2 separate regions of the Zea mays genome follow, and region 2 is linked to region 1. The links are chromatin contacts, called in public Hi-C maps. All regions are on one chromosome and are shown on one strand. Each heading gives the region's core, a stretch centred on a gene start, on an enhancer-like site or on the middle of the called end of the contact. The rest is flanking DNA. Distances are from core to core; before and after follow the strand shown. Region 1 holds the start of LOC100382880 (Cell division cycle protein 48). Region 2 holds the start of LOC100193898 (Organic cation/carnitine transporter 7).

The links. Hi-C and Micro-C count contacts between places; a contact is called where the count stands out from the background.
Region 2: a contact with region 1 is called in a Hi-C map of tassel, with 4 times the contacts expected there. The contact joins the promoter of LOC100193898 here to the promoter of LOC100382880 in region 1. A contact is called at or near these places in 5 of 25 Hi-C or Micro-C datasets (bundle sheath, ear, endosperm and 2 more).

The regions. Positions count from the first base shown.
Region 1 is chr5:33,503,011-33,508,876 of Zm-B73-REFERENCE-NAM-5.0, forward strand. It overlaps LOC100382880 (Cell division cycle protein 48), which reads right to left and starts at 4,296. Exons shown (of 9, transcript NM_001328004.1): 1 at 4,159-4,296; 2 at 3,847-4,009; 3 at 2,899-3,127; 4 at 1,879-2,645; 5 at 1,549-1,770; 6 at 1,404-1,475; 7 at 1,041-1,322; 8 at 600-959. The coding sequence starts at 4,199.
Region 2 is chr5:33,776,077-33,782,289 of Zm-B73-REFERENCE-NAM-5.0, forward strand. LOC100193898 (Organic cation/carnitine transporter 7) reads right to left here and starts at 2,653. Exons shown (of 7, transcript NM_001359324.1): 1 at 2,453-2,653; 2 at 2,209-2,349; 3 at 1,355-1,626; 4 at 429-666; 5 at 1-130. The coding sequence starts at 2,223.

The DNA.
Region 1 (5,866 bases), core at 3,046-5,545:
TTTATCGCGATTATACGTTGCAACAAGATTTATTCAGATGAAAAAACGGTAGGCCAACTAAACAGCAGCCAAGCCAAACCAATCTATCACTGGCAATTTTAACCTGTGATACAAAGTTTATCATACTTCAAGATGAAAGAAATCAACATATAATCCTGGAAAAACTTTAAGCTGATTATTAGTATGTTGATCCAAGTTCATCCCAAGTTATGGTAGATAACTTGTATTTGACTGGAAGTACATGTAGCTATCTGAATAATTAACGTTACTTCAGCTTCCTACTGAAATATTGAAATGATGACTTTTATCTATCGTTATATATATAATTCAAAACATTTGTAAAATAAAAATGTATTTGCCAAGATAATCTACTTATAATTCCAAACATTCAAACAGGTAAAAGTTAAATTGTTGCAACTTCAGACAACCCCAAGGGCTTGTTTGGCTGTACTCAGTATCCACCTAAATCCACATGCTGGGGTGGATTTATGGCTCCTTTTTACACAAGCTGTCTGTTTAGTTCATGATTAGGAATGATGATAGCTTAGACTCCAGAGTATTAATTTGTAGAGTACCAACTACCGTTTGGAGGAAGTTACCTTCTCAATGTTCTCTCTGATTGCATATTTGCACGCACGCTGGCAAATTTCTGTGATATCTGCTCCACTGAACCCTTGAGTGTACTTAGCAAGAGCATTCAAGTCCACATCCTTCGCCACAGGGGACTTCCTAAGGCAGGCCTTGAAGATCTGGAGCCTAGACTGCTCATCAGGCAGTGGAATGTAGATCAGCTGGTCAAGACGCCCTGGCCTCAGCAGAGCAGGGTCAATGATGTCAGGCCTGTTTGTAGCTCCAATAATAAACACAGTTTTCTTGGCATTCATGCCATCCATTTCTGTCAGTAGCTGATTAAGCACTCTATCAGCCGCACCTCCAGCATCACCCACACTGCTTCCTCTCTGCAACATGTGTTAACATCTGTAAGACATAAAACATGACACCACAAATAAATAAAGAACCAAGGTGAGACGAGTATAGACCTGAGTAGCAATTGAGTCAAGCTCATCAAAGAAGAGGACACAAGGAGCAGATTGACGAGCCTTGTCAAAAATTTCACGGACGTTGGCTTCACTCTCACCAAACCACATGGTAAGCAACTCAGGACCCTTGACACTGATGAAGTTAGCCTGGCACTCGTTGGCAATTGCCTTTGCCAACAAGGTCTTACCACAACCAGGAGGACCATAGAACAAAACTCCTTTGGATGGAGACATGCCAAACTTCTCGAACTTCTCCGGATGCTCCACAGGATATTGAACAGTCTGCATCAATTTTGAAAGAAATCAGCAAAATGTGGAACATAAACAATACCAAGAGCAGGTGGTCAATTAGCATCTAATTACCTCCTGGAGCTCCCTCTTGACATTCTCCAGCCCACCAATATCCTCCCAAGAGACATTTGGGACTTCGACAACCTGAATCCAGAAAGCATATTAAGCATCCCAGAACAAAAGCAGCTCACACAGACAATTATAGGCAGGTACTCACAGTTTCACGAAGAGCAGATGGGTTGCTTGTTCCAAGCGCAGTCTTGAAATGGTCATTTGTAACAGCCATTGAGTTCAATATCTCTGCATCGATTGTCTCATCCTCAAGATCTATGATGTCCATCTTCTCACGAATGCACTGAAGAGCAGCCTCAGTGCAAAGGGCAGCAAGATCAGCACCAACATATCCATGGGTATCTTTTGAAATGAGTTCCAAATTAACCTGGAAATTCAGAGAATGGACATCAAGAGATGCTAGAGGAGAAGACAGAAATCATATTCATAATCAATGTCGAGAGCAATGAATCAAGAATAAGTTACGGTTACGTACATCTTCAGCTAGTTTCATGTTCTTAGTGTGAATGCGGAGAACCTCGAGACGGCCAACTTCATCAGGAACTCCAATGTCAATTTCCCGATCAAACCTTCCAAATCTTCGAAGAGCAGGATCAATGCTGTTTGGTCGGTTTGTAGCACCCATAACAATAACATGGGAACGAGATTTCAGTCCATCCATAAGAGTCAGTAGCTGTGAAACAATACGACGCTCTACTTCTCCATTGGTCTTCTCTCTCTTGGGTGCAATGGAATCAATTTCATCAATGAAAATGATAGATGGAGCATTCTTCTCTGCTTCTTCAAATGCCTTTCTGAGATTGCTTTCACTCTCCCCTGCCAGCTTTGACATAATCTCTGGACCATTGATCAGGAAGAAAAAGGCTCCAGTCTCATTTGCAACAGCACGAGCAATAAGAGTCTTTCCGGAACCAGGTGGCCCGTACAGCAATATGCCCTTTGGTGGCTTCACACCAATAGATTTGAAAAGTTGAGGATGGCGTAGTGGAAGCTCAACAAGCTCTCTGATTTGGGCCATTTGCTTTCTAACTCCACCAACATCATCATAACCAACTTCATCAAGACGCTCCTCATCCTCCCTCTTAATAGGCTCCCCATCACAAAATATTTCAGTATCTGGCGCAACGATACAATATTCAGCAGGATCAGTCTCTATCACTTTGAATTCCACACTTCTCATTCCTCCTCTGACAAGGAAAAGGTCTCCTTTCCTCAACGGCCTGTATGCTTCTAGGAAATATGCTGCACGGTTTCATAAGGGATGTTATTAGAAAATGGCAAAACAGCAATAAGGTATAGCATGACATGGCAAAAACAATATACAAGAATATTAGGTATAGGTACTATAAATGTCAGACTCCATGCACAGAATTCAGTAAACCATTGACAACAGAAGAATAGAGCAATACTCAAGTAACATGTAAATTAAGTATCACAGAGCCATGCTAATGCAAAAAATAGATCAACTAAGAAATATACAAGATCACAGACTCACGTTTCAAGAAGGCATCAAACAGGTTCCCTGTAATGCCTTCAACTGTATCATCAATTGGAAGAATGTGGACACGCTTCCCATATTTCACATCCTGGCACTGGTGGACAGAAACCACATCACCAAGCCTCACCCTTAGGTTCTGGCGGACAACCTTGTTCATCCGAACCTTTGGCTCCTCACAGGTTTCGTCCGCAAGGACAATGCAAATAGTGTCTTTCCTCTTCTTACCCTATAACAAAAAAACATAAGGTGATAAACAGATACATGGACGACAGTAGCCATAAAGTTCACTAACAAATTTTGTTACCCGCCATAACACAAACTAGCTGCTGGGCCCTATAGACTTGAAAAAAAGATATGCCAATACAATACAATTGTGCAGTCCCCTGTACACAGTAGAGTTACAAGTCCAGACATCACATCCAAATTATCATGCTAGGAATCATAAAATAACAATTCTGTATGCAGCCCATCATCTCCATCTAACAGAACAACGAGCACAAATTTGAATAATACTAGATAGTGTTGATTCCCTGTTCTAACGATGAACATGAGATATTCAAGCAAAAAGAGTGGTTGCATTTAAATCTATAACAAATGTATGAGGAGAATATTTGAACATAACAAACCAAGTATATTAAAATATGCTACTGAAGCAATAAAAGCAATCTAGATTACTATTAACCTTCAACTGAATCAATGGTGTACGAATGCAAATTGGCAAAAATCTACATACTATAGCAGCGAATCAGAGGGGCCCAAATACCCTCAGCAAACTCAGCAAGTACTTTACAGTGATAAAGCTAAGGTTATTTCTAATAGATCTGCACTATGAATACACCGAATTCGGGTCGGTCACACACAGATCGGTCGCGTGATAATACAATCTGCTAAACCAGCTCAACTTCCCAAAGCTGCTGTGAAAAGCTCGGCTTAGACATATTAGACCTTGAGGAGCACGGTGTCGCCGCGGAAGAGCTGCAGCCTCTCCATGGTGTCAGGGTGCAGCGCGACGACGGAGTTATCGTCGTTGGTGGCCTCGTCGACGACAAGGCGGTTCGGTGACTTTTTCCTCTCCAGGATCGCCGTCGAGAAGTCCTTCTTCTCCTTCCTGCACACACAATCACCGGAAAACCTGATAAACGAATCCACCGCCGAAACATTGACACCAAACAACCCAGATCGGGTCCGGAAATCCTCAACCCTACGGCTCAACCAGATCGGATCGACCGGGGATGGAGGGAGGGAGCGACATCTTACGGATCGGAAGCAGAGGCCGAGGGCTCCCCTTGGCTCGCCATGTTGACGGTGGCGACAACGGCGGCGGAGGTAGGTTTCGGGTGGTTGGCCGGGGGCGGCGTTAATTGCAGCAGCACCGGCGAGAATGCGAGATGCGGAGCACTCGACGAGGGGGATTAGCTTTCCTTATAGCTTCTTTCTTGCAGCAGGGGTTTGGGACTCGGAGGGCCGCGTCACGGGTACGTCACTGACTCGCGGGGCCTGGGCCGGTGTACGGCCCACATGGCAGTGATCATTCTGGAATCTCCTGGAGGCCCGGGCCGTCGTGTATGGGCCTCCCGACGTGTGGGGACCACGTGGAAATGAGGCAGATAGAGGCGGGTGGGGACCATGTTCACCGTGTTAATCGTGGTCGTCGCGTGCGAGGTTGGAGAAGCAGAAGCAGAAGCGGCAGCAAAGAGAAGTTTGGTATCATCGTGACGGTGGAGTAGGAAACTAAAAATGGAATCCAAATTTCACTGTGCTGTAATCAAGTTCTTTGTTTCCTCAAGTTTTATTTCGCTGAAGCATGTATACAAGAGCGGTTTGTTTGATGAATCAGTTTGAAATCTTTTTATTTCTGCTGAGCACCATATTTGATATGTAGGCATGTAGCCTTAACGGTGCGTGGGATAACCTGGACGATCTAGATCAGATTTCATTTGATTGGTTGGCAGGCTGTCTCTATCCAGCCTGACCGCGAGCGTTGACTACGTGCATGAAATGATTCTAGCATGCAATAGACAGCGGAGGTATTTTTTCATCCACCTGTCTATATGCGTGGAGAAGAAACGGAGATGTGTTCTACCGATTTGGGCTAGCGCGAGCCACACGCTCTAGACGCCGGCAACCAATCACGTTGATTAACTCGGTCGGGAGTATTTATCCGCGCGTGATTATCCTAATCTATCCGTGAGAGTCTGTTGGATCTCGCCTAAGAACGAATTCAGACCTCCCCATATAAATATAAAAGTAGTACGACCGATTGAGAACACCGAACACATTACAATTGAATCAATCTATTATCTTCATTATCATTCATGTATTAGGCGTATGTGTAGCGTAGCCTAGTTGTAGCTTTCAACTCATATCTTCACCTTAATTCAACTCTGCATCGTCTAAACACGTCTTGAGTGGCCTGCCGACCCCAAGACGACCCTAAGATCTTACCCCGATAAGGTCCCGGGGGCAAGATCCACTTGGTCCAAAATCTCTTGCTCGACCTATTATCTTAATCCCTAGACGACTCTACGTCGTTTTGGCAACGACTTGGGTGGTCTGCTGATCCGGGAGCACACTAAGATCTCTTCTCCCGATGGGGTCCCTCCTAGGAGGCGAGATCTAGGTTCCTACAAGGAAGAAGGTTATGTGCCATTGCAGATCGTTTGGCCCCTGAGCATGGATTGTCCAAAGCGACACAGAGAGGAGACCCTCCTGTAGCGAGGTTGCAGACCATCCGGCCCAAAGTCGCGGATCGTCCGCGCTGCCAGGAGGTACAAGTGTTTGGCCCCAAATTGGAGCCAACACACTTTTTGGCGACTCCACTAGAGATGAAAAAATCAGATCTATTAGATCGGCCACGATGGTCGATCCCAAAGATCACAACGATGTTTCCCCAAATAGTGACCCAGGCTGACTAATTTGTCGGTTGCTGAGTGTAAGGAATTTGAACCTATACTACTCTATTAAG
Region 2 (6,213 bases), core at 1,403-3,902, 270 kb after region 1:
CAGTAGTCCGGCCTTTCATGCAAAGAAACCTTGGTGACTCTGGTGTAATGGCATAAAATAGCAGCAGGAGAAAAGATGGAACAGCTGATAATGCTAACAACCACCTCCAACCAAACTTGGGCATAATTGTCTGCCATTAGTATGGTGAAAAAAAATTAGGCATGGAAAAAAAATGATCAAGTAACAGACCAAATTAATACTACAGGTTAATCTTTTGTATGGTAATCAGCAACCCTATTAGCAGATTTAACTGTTCGTGAGTGGTCCATAAATTTCTGAATAAACTGGAGTATACAATGAGAAATTGAGAATCAGTTGCATCAGGTTATGTTCATGTGCAATGTTTACTGCTGATTTTCATGCTGGGCACTATTATAAAATATGAATAGCGCTATCAGTTTCAAAATATTCAGGGGCAAATATTATACCCATGCAAGAGATGCCTCCAAGATTGTTCCAACAGTCCAAAATGCAGAAAATACCACCATCCAAGTTCCTCTAGTTGGAGCAGGAACAAATTCCAAGAACCAAGATCCCAGAACAGGTCCTCCTCCCAAACCAATACCAACTAAGAATCTCAGGGAAATTAATGATAGATAGTTCGGAGCAAAAGCGCTAAAAAATCCAGCTCCACTTGTCATAATGGCTGTAAAGAGAAAGCCTCTCCTATAGAATCCAAATAAAACAGAGTGTTAGGACTTGTATGATGTACACAAGCAATTGATTCATGACTATAAACTTTGAGAATGATTTGAAGCTCGTTCTCGAAAGTAACATGTATTGAACTTTGTTCCTGATTAATTCATGATCATTCATGTGAACAATCATAGAGACATCTTCTAGCCAATAGGTTAGCTGGTTTGAGTAGCACTCCTTAAGTCCTGAGTTCGAATCCCAATGGGAACGAATTTCAGGCTAAGGTTAAAAAAAGGTCACTAGCTTGTTCCCCTGGTTGTATGTACACGAGATGGGGCTGACCTATAGAGGTCGGATCCTCGTGTAGGGGTTGGGAGGGAGTAAAGATCTAGCCTATATGGGGCGAACCCTCATGTTGCACGGGGACCAGTTTTCATGACCTTTCGGTCAGGGCTCCGATTGAGCTTCTTCTTAATATAATACCTTGGGGGCGGCCTTTTCCCTACCGGCCGAGTTTTTTACACATGGCGTATTCTGATCCCAAACATGACATTGATACTAATCAGCTATAACTAGGAAGTAGGAAGAAGCAACTGTGCAATAGAAATGACATCAGTAACAAGCTTGGTAACTTCATGTTAATCATCAGCAAAAAGGAAATTGACTTGCATAATTTTGTGCAAAATGGTACATGACATAAGTAAAAGATTGGACCTGCCTCCTTCCATAGTTGTCTGAAACCACACCCCACGAGTAAGCTCCAATCAGCATCCCAACAAAAACAACACTTGTAATCATGCTTTCCTGATGAGAAGTAAGCTTCCATTCTAGCTGTACTGATGGACCAACAAATGATAGCAGCATCATTTCCATCGCTTCGGCAATTAAGCCAATCCCAGCATATGAAAGAATCAATATCTGGAACCTCCCAAAACCTGATGACAAGAGAGCGTCATCCACGGTATAGGAAGCTGATTGCCCCTCCTCCATCTGCAAAGTAATGATCACACTTGTCATAAAAAACACAGTAAATCTAATCTACTTGTATAACCAGATCAGCCATGGCTAAATAGAGTTAGTTCAGCCCCCACCTCTATGTGCGGGTAAAACAACACTGGTTTACAGATACACACAAGTAAAAAAATTGTTTGCCTAAAATGTCACTCAGCTCATTTAGACACCACCTATCCCATTTAAACAGACGCTTTGCTTGTTTAAATGGCCCTTTATTGCAGATAGTGGTAAAACGGTAGGTGATCGATTGTATAGCATTTAGGGCTTGTTTGAGAGCAAGGATACCAGAGGGGATTGAAAGGGCTAAAATTCTCTTGCTATTCAAATTCCTCCAGTATCCTTGCTCTCAAACAAGCCCTAAATGATATACAATCGATCACCAATTGGTAGACAACTAAAGCCAACAAGAAGGCACGTCACAGACTCACGTAGTCACGTTATCTGCTTTGTTTTCCCTCGCCTTGCACATTCCTAAAGCTTAGGGCCAACTGGATAGCAAGTAACCGACAAGAACCCAAACAGCTGAATCTGAAGAGAGGAGGCTCACGAGATCCTCACCATTTCAGGAGCCATCTGCCGGAATCAGAAGCTGCCCCCTTCAGTAGCGATGCTCAGCGACCTGGTAGCATCAGATCCAACCCTTAGGCTCCTTCCGGGCCCGACTGGTTAAATCTTCCCTGGCCCAACTGGCTCCACGCCCTAAGAAATCCAGACAAGGAGCAGGCACACGGAATCAGCCTACGCGCACACGAGAAGCAACGGGTCTGCCGAGCGCCATGCGAGGACAGCCGGAGAAGCGAACCGTTATGCGTTTCTTGGATCTGGGACAGGCGGCGAATCCCGCAGGTGCAGGAGGCGACTCGCGGTCTATGTAGGAACGACGCGCCCCGAATCCGGGCGTCTGCAACACTGCTTCTCCCTGGAAATCTCCGCGCTTTTTCGTTCGGCCAGAGATTTGGCTCCGTACCGGATGGGCTGGGGAAGGACCGAAGGAGATGCGAAATGCATCCCGCGCTTTGACTGAGATTACCATCTTCATTGGTCAAAGGCTCAAAGCGGAGGCGGGCTGCCACGCGTCCGTAACGGGCAACGGGACGGGCTGGCCGCCCACCGACGCGGAGGTGAGTGAGAGTGGGACAAAGCCAAAAGAAAACGTCGGTTTGTCGCTGTCAGCAGGAACTTATAGTAGTATTTTTTCCGTTTCTTTTTAGTTATCGTTGGTAGTACAAAATCAAACTATCCAGCAACAACTAAAAAGAAACGGAGAGAGTATATATTAAGAGCTGATTTGGTGACTTATCATATCACTACAATCTCCGTGATCGTTAGTCACCAAATCAACCTTAAAGCGGAGCAGAACGCTCGCCTTCTAACTTAGCCACGTCATCATTCATAATATGATCAGCCATTGAATGCAGATCCATTGGTCACGAGCCTCTTTGGTCATCTAACGTGCACGTGTCTCTACCTCCGCTGCATGCCAGTTTGCCATGCCACACCCTCCAGTGACTGCTAACTAGGGGTGTAATCGGATCGAATATGGACGGATATCAATAAAATTATATTTGTTTTCATATTTTTAGTCGGATTCGAATTCGAATATGGATAGCTTCGAATACGAATACAAATACGGATAGTTGTGGATCGAATACGGAGCTAATCGGACACGGATAGCGTCGGTAACAAATATTTTTGTCGGATATCGTGTAAGACATCATTCCATACATATCATAGTTGTAATCATTTAGCCCCTCCTTTATTCCAAACATTTTTGAGGATTATATGTGCACATATGCTACACCTCCATAAAAATCCATAAATTTCTAAGGCTATTTTGAGTATTATTAATTTCTTTATGTAAAAAATCATTAAAATGCAATTAAATTCATAAAATATTGATAACTATGATATGTGGTTTCACTTATTATTATGGTGGTTTCACATGTAATCATTACGGGTTTCACAAATAAGTGGAAATGAAATGAAATAATTGATGACATCTTGTGGTTTTTATGGTTCAAACATTTTTGAGGATGCTATATGAACATATGTTACTCACACGCCAAATTCCGTCAAATTTTATGAACTTCTAAGGCTATTTGTGTATTATTAATTTCTTTCTACAAAAATCATCAAAATGTAATTAAAATCATAAAATAATCTAGTGTTTACCAAAAATTGTAAATAAGTTATCAGGACCAATAAACATTCTATTAAAGATAATATGAAGTTCCTATGTGAAAATGATAAAGTGAAGTATTGATTATGTTAAAATTTGGATAGTTAAGGTGATATCACATGTAACTCACGTAACAAGTGAAAGTGAATTGAAAGAAAATATTGGCAATCTCTAGATTTTATGGCCCAAACATTTTTGAGGATGTTATATGGGCATATATTGTTCCTCCGTCAAATTTCATGATTTTTTAGACTATTTGTGTATTATTATATTTTTTCTACAAAAAATTATCAAAATGCATTTAAATTCATAAAATATTCCACTGTCGAATGAAAATTGCAAATATGTTACCAGGAACAATAAACATTATATAAGAACATAACCTCAAATCCCCATATGAAAATGATAAAGTGAAGTATTGATTATGTTGAAACTTGGATATTTAGGGCGATTCCACATGTAACTATCCGAATATCTGAAATCTGAAATGTGGTAAGATATCTGGGTAGATGTCCGGATATCCGAAATATGAAATTCGGACAGTTATCCGAGAAGATATCCGGATATCCGAAATCCGACGGATATCAGTCATATCATATCTGTATCCGATATCCGAACTGTACTATCCGAATTCGAATCTGAAATCCGAAAATTCTGCGGATATCCAAAAAAACTATCCAACCGAATAATTAGCCTCTTCGGACGGTCGGATGGTCGGATAATATCCGTACCGTATACACCCCTACTTCCAACCAAGTCAATAATCGACTTTCTCAGCTAACAAAAGAGGGTTATGGTTCGGCTCGTACGGGTTCAACCCCGGAACCTTCACCACCATTCTCAAGTCCTACGGCCCCATCAGGACCGTCTACGGCTACAGTCAGTGGTCGGTTGTGTTCCGCACCGTAGTCACCACCACTCTCGCTGACAGCGTCGCTGCACTCGCAACGTTGTCGGGAAGCGGCTCCAGACGGGCCACTGGAACATGGTGTGGACGTCTGCAATGGCCTCCTCGGCGGGTTCGTGGCCATCGCGAAGGGGTGCAGCATGGTGGAGCCGTGGCAGACGCCATCCGTGTGTTCGTGTCTGCGTGGGTGCTCTACTCATCGGCGACAACGCACTCGCCACGCGCTTCAAGTTCGGTGACCCGTTGGAGGCAGCGCATTTGCACGCGGGGTGCGGCGCTTGGGGCGTCCTCTTTGTTACAAAATATTGTACATATGATCAAGACCCATCCAACCGTCCATTTTACAGTTATTTAATCAACGGGTCAGATGCCCTTTGTACCATGTATATAAAGAGGATCTCTGCAATAAACAAGACACACCAGTAATTTGTCTCATTCTCTCTGTTGTCTCTCCATTTGCCACTGAGCACTGCAATAGAACACAACACGTTATCAGCACTGTCTCAAGGAGAAATCAGAGAAGGGGAAAGTGGAAGAACTCGCTGTTCTTGACAAGAACATCAAGATCGATCTGCACATCAACAGCAAGGTATGGAAAATACCATTTCGATGCGCATACGCCGTATGCGCGAAGTACTGCATATTGTTGATGATTCGATGTTGGAGGCGTTCACCGCTGGTCAAGCCGCAGCGCTTCCACCGGTGCATGCGATCCCTGAACGCCGTGTGCAAGTGCAAAATGTGCACTTCTGCGTTCTCCATGGATGGACAGCGGTGGTTCCGCTGCCGGTGGTGGAGTGTGGACTCCCCACTGCATCCCCATCGCCACCGGCGCCGGTGTTTGATGCGGGATCATCTGCATCGGCCCCAATGGATGTCGACTTGGCAGCACCACCACCGCCTCCGCCCACTGCAGCGGCAGTTGCTCGTCGTTCGCCATCTCCACCAGTGCCTGTGGTCGTCGGTACGATCGCTGCACGTCGTGGACAACCCCCTCGCGTCGTCGATGCTCCACGCGGACGCGTCATCCTCACTGGCCATCGCCCAAATAGGGTGGCCTCATCTTCCTCCTCCAATGGGAGGGCCTAATGGCCCTCGATCCGACCGCCACGACGGCCGTTTTGGGGGGAGGGGGTGGGGAAGAGGCTCGACCACTGCGCGGGCAGTGGAGAGCGCTCAGCGCGGCGCTGATACTCGACGTGGAGCAGTGGGACGGCGGCAGATCAGCAAGGCCCGAGGTCGGGCCTGGCGCGGCGGCCCTGGCCAACGCGATGGCATGGCACCCTCGACGCGGCCACCCGTGGCGGCTCGGCGCCTGCGGCTGGCAACAGGCGCATCCTCGCCAGGAGGCGCGAACCGTGGCCAAGCTGGCCACGGACTGGAGCAGATGCGCGCGCAGCGGCGTGCGCAGAGGCCCCGAGGCCCGGCGACGGCGCGAACTAGGCGCGCGGCCCGGCTACCACCGAGCGCAGGCGGA